Linked DNA regions of Anas platyrhynchos: region 1 is linked to region 2. Evidence: chromatin contacts called from public Hi-C data. All regions are on one chromosome and are shown on one strand. The core of a region is the stretch at or near the end of the contact, and the rest is flanking DNA. Distances in the headings are between cores, read along the strand shown.

Region 1 (3,887 bases), core at 909-3,408, 81 kb before region 2:
TTTTCATCAAGTTTGCTGGGTAACTGAAGTCATAGCTTCTTAAGATAGATGGTCACACTTGTGCTTTGCCACCTGTGTTTCCTGAAGCTGATACTGGGCTCTGCTTATTGAGAGTGATGGTTCATTATCTTCTGTTGTGGACGTGACAATAACCCCCCTGTGAACTTTCATGCCTGGGCCTAGACAGACATGCTGATAGTTTAGCCCTGTCTCTGCTTAGACTTTTCAAAATGCAGCAGTCCTTTGGGCAGGAGAGATGTGCACATGTGGGAAGCGTAAATACTTGCATGTTGGCTATCCAACTTGAGCAAGCTGTCATAGGTTTGCTGGTGTCACGTCGGGAAAGTATGCCTGTGTGTAGGATCTCGTGGTGATTCGGCTTGCAGGTATATTGGTTTACCTTAAAGACTCTTTTTGGTAGGCTTGCAGTTGGCTGCAGCTTCTCTCTAGTCACATCTGATTGGATCTGCAACCAGCATGGGAGGTCATTGAGCAGAGGGATGTTAAAATACGAGTGCAGGTGCTGACCTGAAAGAAGATCAAAGAGAACGAGGCATGTGCTCAGAGTCATCTGACAGGTCTTCCTACCTCAGGAAGGACAGCAGGCCTCTCCAACTCAACCCAAACTTCATATTTTTGCTCTAGAATCCAGCCTGTCCCTACAGGAACAGACCTGCTTCAATGGGATGGATGCACTGAATGCAGCAACGGAAAATATAAGGTCAGCAGGCCTCTGGGGAATCTTACTTGCTATTTAGTAAATACTTTTTAAAAATTCCCTAAAAAACAGTGTTAACTTTGTGGTGACATTACTGAGATGTAATACATGTGGCTGCGTGTGATGGGCGTTCTGCAGGCTGCTGTTTTACAGTATTATATGATCTTAGCCTAGTTAAGAACAAAGTAAGACATAATTAATTAATTTATCATGGCAAACAAGTCAGTGTTACCGAGTAGGTTGTCCTATTATTTTATTTGAAAATAATGCATTTTACTCTTTGGGCTTAAAGAAGTCATTACCCTATTCCTGCCATGATAATCAGTCAGCCTGAGACTACAGGTGGGTAAAGCACTTAGGTGTTTTCTTCAGATCCTACTGTCAGTGGCATGTAAGCATCTCTTTAAAATTAGAAATGAGAATTTGAGAATTAGGTTGAATTGGGGCCTTGGTAGTGATGCACGCAATTGTAGCATGAAGCCAACCTTCCCAGTGACCAGTAGATGGGGCAAGCGAGCCTCTTTACAGTTGTGACCAAGATTTTTCTGTATGCAAAGTTAAAATGTAGCCCTCGTTGGCTCTTAGTTCAAAAGTCTAGTTCGAACTCTCTTCACCTTTGTACTGTAAGGGTAAATTACGTACTTTGACGCAACTGGATTATTTTCTTTACAAACATGTGTCGTAAACAATTGTTCTCTTCCTTGAAATTCTGAGATTTAAAATGATGTTCCTTTTCGCACAGGGATGGAAACAAATCTTTTGAAGGTTTTGTTGTGAGAAGATATGGGAATGAGCGTTCCCTCCCCAAAACTAGCCAATAGTTAGATGTTTACAACGCTCACGGCGATGCAAAGGATCCAAGTTTTAGTCCCTGGTAGTCTTCCACGTGCCCATAGAGTGTATCCGTAACAAGATCACCTTACCTGCCTACTTAGGTCACCTGCTCCAGTTGTCTCCCCCAAAAGCTGTTGTCACTTTTATAAATTTATCCATGCACCAGATTTGTGCAGCCTACCCGGGTGACCACAGCTGTTGGTCGCAGACTATCGTTCTGCCCATGCTTCTGGATCCCACTCATACTCCATGTGATGTACTTATCCAAAGAGAGGCTGACCCCCAAAATAAGTCAGCCCCCAAATACTGCCTGTCGTAATGATTGAAAGATTTGTCTTAAACATGAGGGAACGTAGAGTCCTTATTTTTTATCTATAGTTTCTGCACGTTCTTCTACACATTAGCTCCCTAACTGCGCTCTGCTCTGTCCTTCATGCTCACCTTGGTGGCGTGAGTTCAGGAGATGTATTCTTGCAGTCAGTGTGATGCAGCTGCAAGAGCCATTTGCTGCCTTGCACTGAGCCAAAAACTCCAGTGACATTGGCCTTGTGAGAGGTAGGAAGCTTGCCAGGTGCAGAGCCCAGTGACGACAGGGAGCTCCTGCTTGTCTCATAGGCAAGATATTGTTCAATTAGTTGGGCATATCTTGCCCTTGTGGAAGCAGCTCCCACTGTTCAGCCTTGAAAAAAAATAATAGTTATACTGTATTTATCTTGTTTTATTTTAGAGTAGGGCAAGCTTTCTGAGGTATTTGGGTGGAGGGGCAAAGAAACCTGTATCTATATTAAACTGGATAAGCCAGGCAAATACAACATGTTAGTATAAAACAGAACATCATGGCTATCTTTAAAATAAAATAATAATAAAAAAAATCTCTTACTCCTCATATTTTCAAACTCTGAAGCAGGGGTAATAGATGTAAGCCTGCCTTCTTGGATATGTAGGGAAAACTTCAGCTGCTGGGCTTTGACCGACTGGTTTAGCACAGGGGTCTACATGCCACCATCTGTCATTATCCATTTGTGATACCTAAAACTTTTCTCTGGGTGGGAGAGAGCGCTGAGGAATCCCTGGCTGGATCAGTGTGACTTTGTGCTCTTGCCTGAAGCTGCTATCGAGATGGTAATACTGGGTATGGAGGGGGACAAGGCTGGAGCTGACACAGGCTGAGAGCAGCTCCTTTGCAGGTAGGAGTGTAACCAGACTCTACAGAGATCTAAGCTGGTAAGACTTTGGCTTATCTTCTCCTACAGTGTACAGAATCTGGGCATTTTTCCAACCTAATCTATGTTTTTGAAGAACCATCTATATTATCTTTTCCTCATATGACTTAAAGGGTGCTCCAGCTTCTTTCTCGGCCGCGTGATGCCCTCAGACTTCAGCCCTAGCACTGCCTCCTTCATGGTGAGCAGCCTGACTCAGACCAGGATCCTCACAGTCACGTTCCTACAGCCTGCCACAGTCCTCCTTTCTTTAGTTTCCAGTCAGTGGTGGTGATCATACAGGAAAATTTCCTCAGACTTCTGCCACATCTTCCTTTGCCTTTGAATGTTTTATTGGATCGCTAAGTTTTGGATGAAATTGCTCTGTGTGTTTTCGGCTAGAACTTGCACTGTGTTCATTGTGTGCATCTTGACCACCTGCTTTCCTCTGATTTCACCACTGTCTGCATGGTCTTATAATTATTTTTCTTTTTGTCCTTCCCTGTTCCTGGAGAAGTGCTCTCCGGTAAGCTGAGCAGCGTTACTATCACTGAACCCCTCCTTTCACATTCCACTCTTCATCTTCCCTCAAGAGCCCCTACTTTTGCTCTCCATTTTCTTCTTTGCTGATGTAAAGAACTGTTTTATAAGAAACACGCTGCTCCCATGGTAGGTATAAAAGCTTGTCTCGGACTGCACGAGCTCCTCAGGAACTCGGGCTGTGACACAAACGCAGCACGAGGCAGCTGGGAACACCTACAGCATGCGATGGTTTACAGTAAGCCAACTGTTCAGTGACATGCTGGCCTCTGAGGAAAGCTATGCGTGCTGTTAGCCAGAGGTATCTCAGGAGGATTGAGAGTCTGTCTGCGATTTGGCTCCTCACAGACAGCAGATGTTCCATCAGAAGGTGAAGCATGCAGTAAATGACCGTATTTACTTGAGGCAAATCAAGACAAGGCAGCGGGCCAGCCAAGCATGTTTACTGCTGCAGGAATGCTTTTGTGCTGATGCAGCATCTTTCACCCCAGATCTCAAAACGTTTTGAGAAGCGTTAACAAACGCAAGCTAACTCCAGTGTTTGCAGGCCTGTCTGAACCACATGATTGCTACCTGCTTTGGTTACTGCCAGC
Region 2 (3,908 bases), core at 1,329-3,828:
GTTGGAAAGGCCGACTGCTGATTTGCATAGCAAATAAATACAAAAATGTAAATAGTGCAAACTTTGTAGTTAAATTTGTTCCCCTGCCTCAGCTCCGGAGGTGTTTACCTTCACTACAGAACAGAAAGGAGGGCCTGGCTCACTGAGGTATGAGATGCTTTCAGTTTCCACTAAAGGCAACTGAAATTGCACACACTCTACCACGTGAAATAAGAACCTTTAGAAATGAGGATAAAATTCAATGCATGCACAACAGTAAAAACCAAACAAACAACAAACAAACAAAAAAACACCTCTGTGGTTTTATTGTCTTTCCTTCCACCTCAAGATATTCGCTTAATTTCAGGCTATTGTTTTTGATGTGAACAGTATTCCTGGCCTTTTGCACTACATATTGTTTATAACTGAAAAGGAAAAAAAAAGATGTTTGTTTTATAATGTACCTCTGTCAGTGATGGAAAGGACTACAATCATTTCTGTAACTATTCTTTGAAATAATATACCTGCTCCAGCATCCAATTAATTTGATTATTATTCTTTGTAAAATATTAAGAGTCTAGACATGGCATATTATTGTGTGCTGTATTTTTAGATCTTCCAGTTCAATTCAAAACACAGCAAAAGAGGGGCCCCAGAAAATGACCATCTAGAGACAGGCCATGGCAAATATCCAGGAACCATTCTTAACGGAACGGAGCTAGCATGAGCTGAGATCATTCTTTAGCCTTGGAGGGAAAAAAAAAAAAAAAAAAAGAGAAGATGTTTTTAGGAAGAGATTTCCAAAGGGATTATGAGTTGCTCTTCACAAACAATACAGAGGATTTCCAGTATGCATCGTGCTTTTGACAAGAGCTGCGCCTTCTCGGCTCCTTCGTGGAGCCAATCAACGTCATTTCATAACTCCTTTCAGAAGGGGAAATCATGATGGGGAAAAGTGCTTTTGATAATAGCAAACAATAGCTGTTTGTACAGCGAGCAGGATTACAGTAAACCTGGTGGCCAAACGATCTCTTGGAGCATGCCTTTATACATCTGACACATCCCTTGAATTAGTACGAGTGTACTTAGGGAAGACATCATACTAATGGTGTTACCGAGAATGTTCTCACTTTTCCTACCTTGGGAAACAGCAGAGGTATGGAGGTGAAGTAATGAAAATGATGCACTTTTTGGAGTCTCGGGGGGATCTTTAAATCTATGTTGAATATGTATGTGAAGTTAAATTGGTATGCTAAAGGCATGAAGAGGTTGAATGGGTAGGATAGAATCCAGGACAGAAAGGGATTAATTTTCAGACAGTCCTCTAATGGACTTGAAATGGTCTCGTTGTTAAATGGATCCAAGATCAGGCTCCTCTCGTTATGTCAATGTGCTGGAGCACAGCCAGGTCCTTTCTTTCTGTGGATACCTTCTCGTTACAGCACCCATACCAAGACTTCTGAGAGGTCAGTACAAGAGTCGCTTTATTGGTCTGGGTCTTAGCAGACTCCCAAATTACCTGCTAAACAAATAAACCTTGCCCGGAGGGGTTGTGGATGCCCCATCCCTGGAGGTGCTGGAGGCCAGGCTGGATGAGACCCTGAGCAACCTGACCTAGTGGGAGCTGTCCCTGCCCATGGCATGGGGCTGCAGCTGGATCGTTGAGGTCCTTTCCAATCCAAACCATTGTATGATTTTATTTTCTTATGCTTTTTGGTTGGAGAAGACACCAAAATTAAGAAAGAAAGGTTTTCATTAGATTTTATTGTTCAAAAATATGATTGTATGTAAGAAATGGGATCAGTCCTTGGCGCACCCACCCCTCTGAACCCCGACCTCCAACCCCTCGTTTGTGAAAGATTTTTATTTTCTGGTTGGTTTCTGGGCTTTGTGTGAGGCGATTTTTAAACTGAGCAGAAGGGAACGAAGGCACATGCGGTGTGCACTCCCAGATGGAGCTTTGTAGGGTGATTTTACAGACTTTGAGGCGGCAGTGGGCAGCCCGCACCGCTGAGGTGCCGGCCCCGGGGCCCCCCTGGCCGCCCCCAGCCCCTCAGCGCCCTCAGGGCCGGCCGAGCCCCAACATGGCGCCGGGACCCCACGGGGCACTGCCACAGGCTCGAGGCGCGGCGCGCGCCGCCCGCCCTCACCCAGCACACGGCGGGCGGGCCCACCGCGCCTCCCGCGGGGGGGGGGGGTCGGGGTATGGGGGCGGTGAGGAGGAGGCGGCCGCCAGCCTCCCCCCCCCCCCCCCCCCGCCTGCCGCCGCTAATGGTCAGCTCTGCCAGGCGTGCTGGCAGCGCCCCCCCCGCTGCCGCCCCGAGTGGTTTGCTCCCCGCGGGCGGGCAGTGCCGCTGTCGTGTGTCCCCACCCCCCCACGCTGTCCCCGCGTTGGTTCGTTCCGCCGGGCAGCCAGACGCACGAGCAGGCAGAGAGGGAATCCCCCAGCGGCCAAGTCTCGCGAGACTCCCCTCTTTCCCCTCTCCCCAGCGCCGCGCACTCTCGCGAGACCTCGCCGGTTCCCACGCCGGGGCTGTTGTGTCTGAGGGGAGAGCCCGGGCGCTCTGCGTGTGTGTGTCTCCCGCGCTCTGCGCATGCGCGACGCCGTCCCGGGGAGGGGAGGTGCGAGGGGAGCGGGAGGAGGAGGGAGGGGAGGGAGGAGAGGGAGGGGGGGTGTGTGTGGAGGCAGCTCTCGCGAGAGTAGGAGTTTTGGCGAGAGTTTGTGGAAGATGGCGCCTGTTGTGACAGGGTAAGTGCGGGGGGACGGCGGCGCCGCGCCGGGAGCGCCGCGCTCCGGGGGCTCCCCGCCCGCCGCCCGCCCGGCCCCCGGCCCCGCCGCCGCCTCAGGGAGCCCGGGGGCGACCTCCGGGGGCCGTGCAGGCGGGTCCCGGCCAGCCGAGCCCCCGCCGGCGGGGTCCCCCCCGGCTGGGCGCAGCGCTCTGAGGGGCGCGGGGCGCGGGGCAGGGCCCGCGGGGCTCCCCCCGGGCTCCCTGAGGCGGCCGGGCCCTGCCCCTCCCACCCCCTCCTGAGGGGCTCCGGGCTCGGGGCTCGTCCCCGCGGGGTCGCCTGGGCCCGGCCGTGCCCCCCCGGGGTGCGGGCAGTCTGCGGGTGCTGCCGGCCGGGCAGCCCCTGTGTGGGGGCACGGGGCCGAGCTGCCCCTCCTCGCCTCCCCTCCGCCGCTCTGCGGGCTCTGCTGGGCGCCCTCAGCTCCTAACCCCGCACGGCCAAGGGCAGCGGGCTCCCCGCCCCGCTCAGCCGCCGTGTGTCGCGACAGGCGATAGCTGGCGATGCTTTTAGCCATGCTTTGGGGGGGCTGATCGCGGCTGCCCCGCTGCTCCGTGTGTCCCTGTAACCAGCGGCACCCCCGGAGCCTCCTGCAGCCCGTGGGTAGCAGCAGGCACCCGGCTGGCACGCAGCGTCCCATCGCACCTGCGGGGTTACGCGGAGTGTCGCTGCCCTTGCCACATCTTGGGCTCTCCTGCCTGCCGTAAGGGCAGTGCCCTTAATTTTGGAGCACGCTGGACGCGTGTAACCTCCTATCTGCCAAGGGAAGGGACAGCAGGAGAAGAGCGGGCCCTGCCTGCGCTCCACCTGGTTGTTCCAAGTGACATTGTGAGGGGTGAAAGCACCGCCGAGCCCGTCCAAAAAGTGGACCTTATTTTGTGGCTTCACACTGCGCCTGTGACCTTCTGTCTTCCCCGTGGGATTACATTGTCTCCAGCATGGGCTGTGTGGTTAGGGAGCGCAACAGCCTGCTTGGGGGTGGGGTGGAGTTGGTGGTGGATGCTTTTGTTCTCGTGGAGAAGGTAGCATTATGGTATTTTGTTGTTTTGGTTGGCGGCAGCAGTGTTTCCAATTCCTCGCTCTTGTCTGTCAAAAACTATATCGAAGCTCGTGCCTGATTTCTCTCCTGATAAAGGCATCTTGCG

What was found. Hi-C and Micro-C count contacts between places; a contact is called where the count stands out from the background.
Region 1: a contact with region 2 is called in a Hi-C map of F5 follicle, with 2.9 times the contacts expected there. The contact joins the enhancer-like site here to the promoter of RBPJ in region 2. A contact is called at or near these places in 3 of 8 Hi-C or Micro-C datasets (F5 follicle, liver and subcutaneous adipose tissue).

What each region holds. Positions count from the first base shown.
Region 1 is chr4:60,730,747-60,734,633 of IASCAAS_PekinDuck_T2T, reverse strand. No RefSeq gene overlaps it. Among named protein-coding and RNA genes, the nearest start is that of SEL1L3, 20 kb to the left of the region's middle. Within about 2 kb of position 2,158, at least 5 of the 8 cell types and tissues checked have an H3K27ac peak or open chromatin away from gene starts, as enhancers often do. A contact at or near this core is called in F5 follicle, where this site is marked.
Region 2 is chr4:60,650,346-60,654,253 of IASCAAS_PekinDuck_T2T, reverse strand. It overlaps RBPJ (recombination signal binding protein for immunoglobulin kappa J region), which reads left to right and starts at 2,578. Exons shown (of 11, transcript XM_072037727.1): 1 at 2,578-2,601.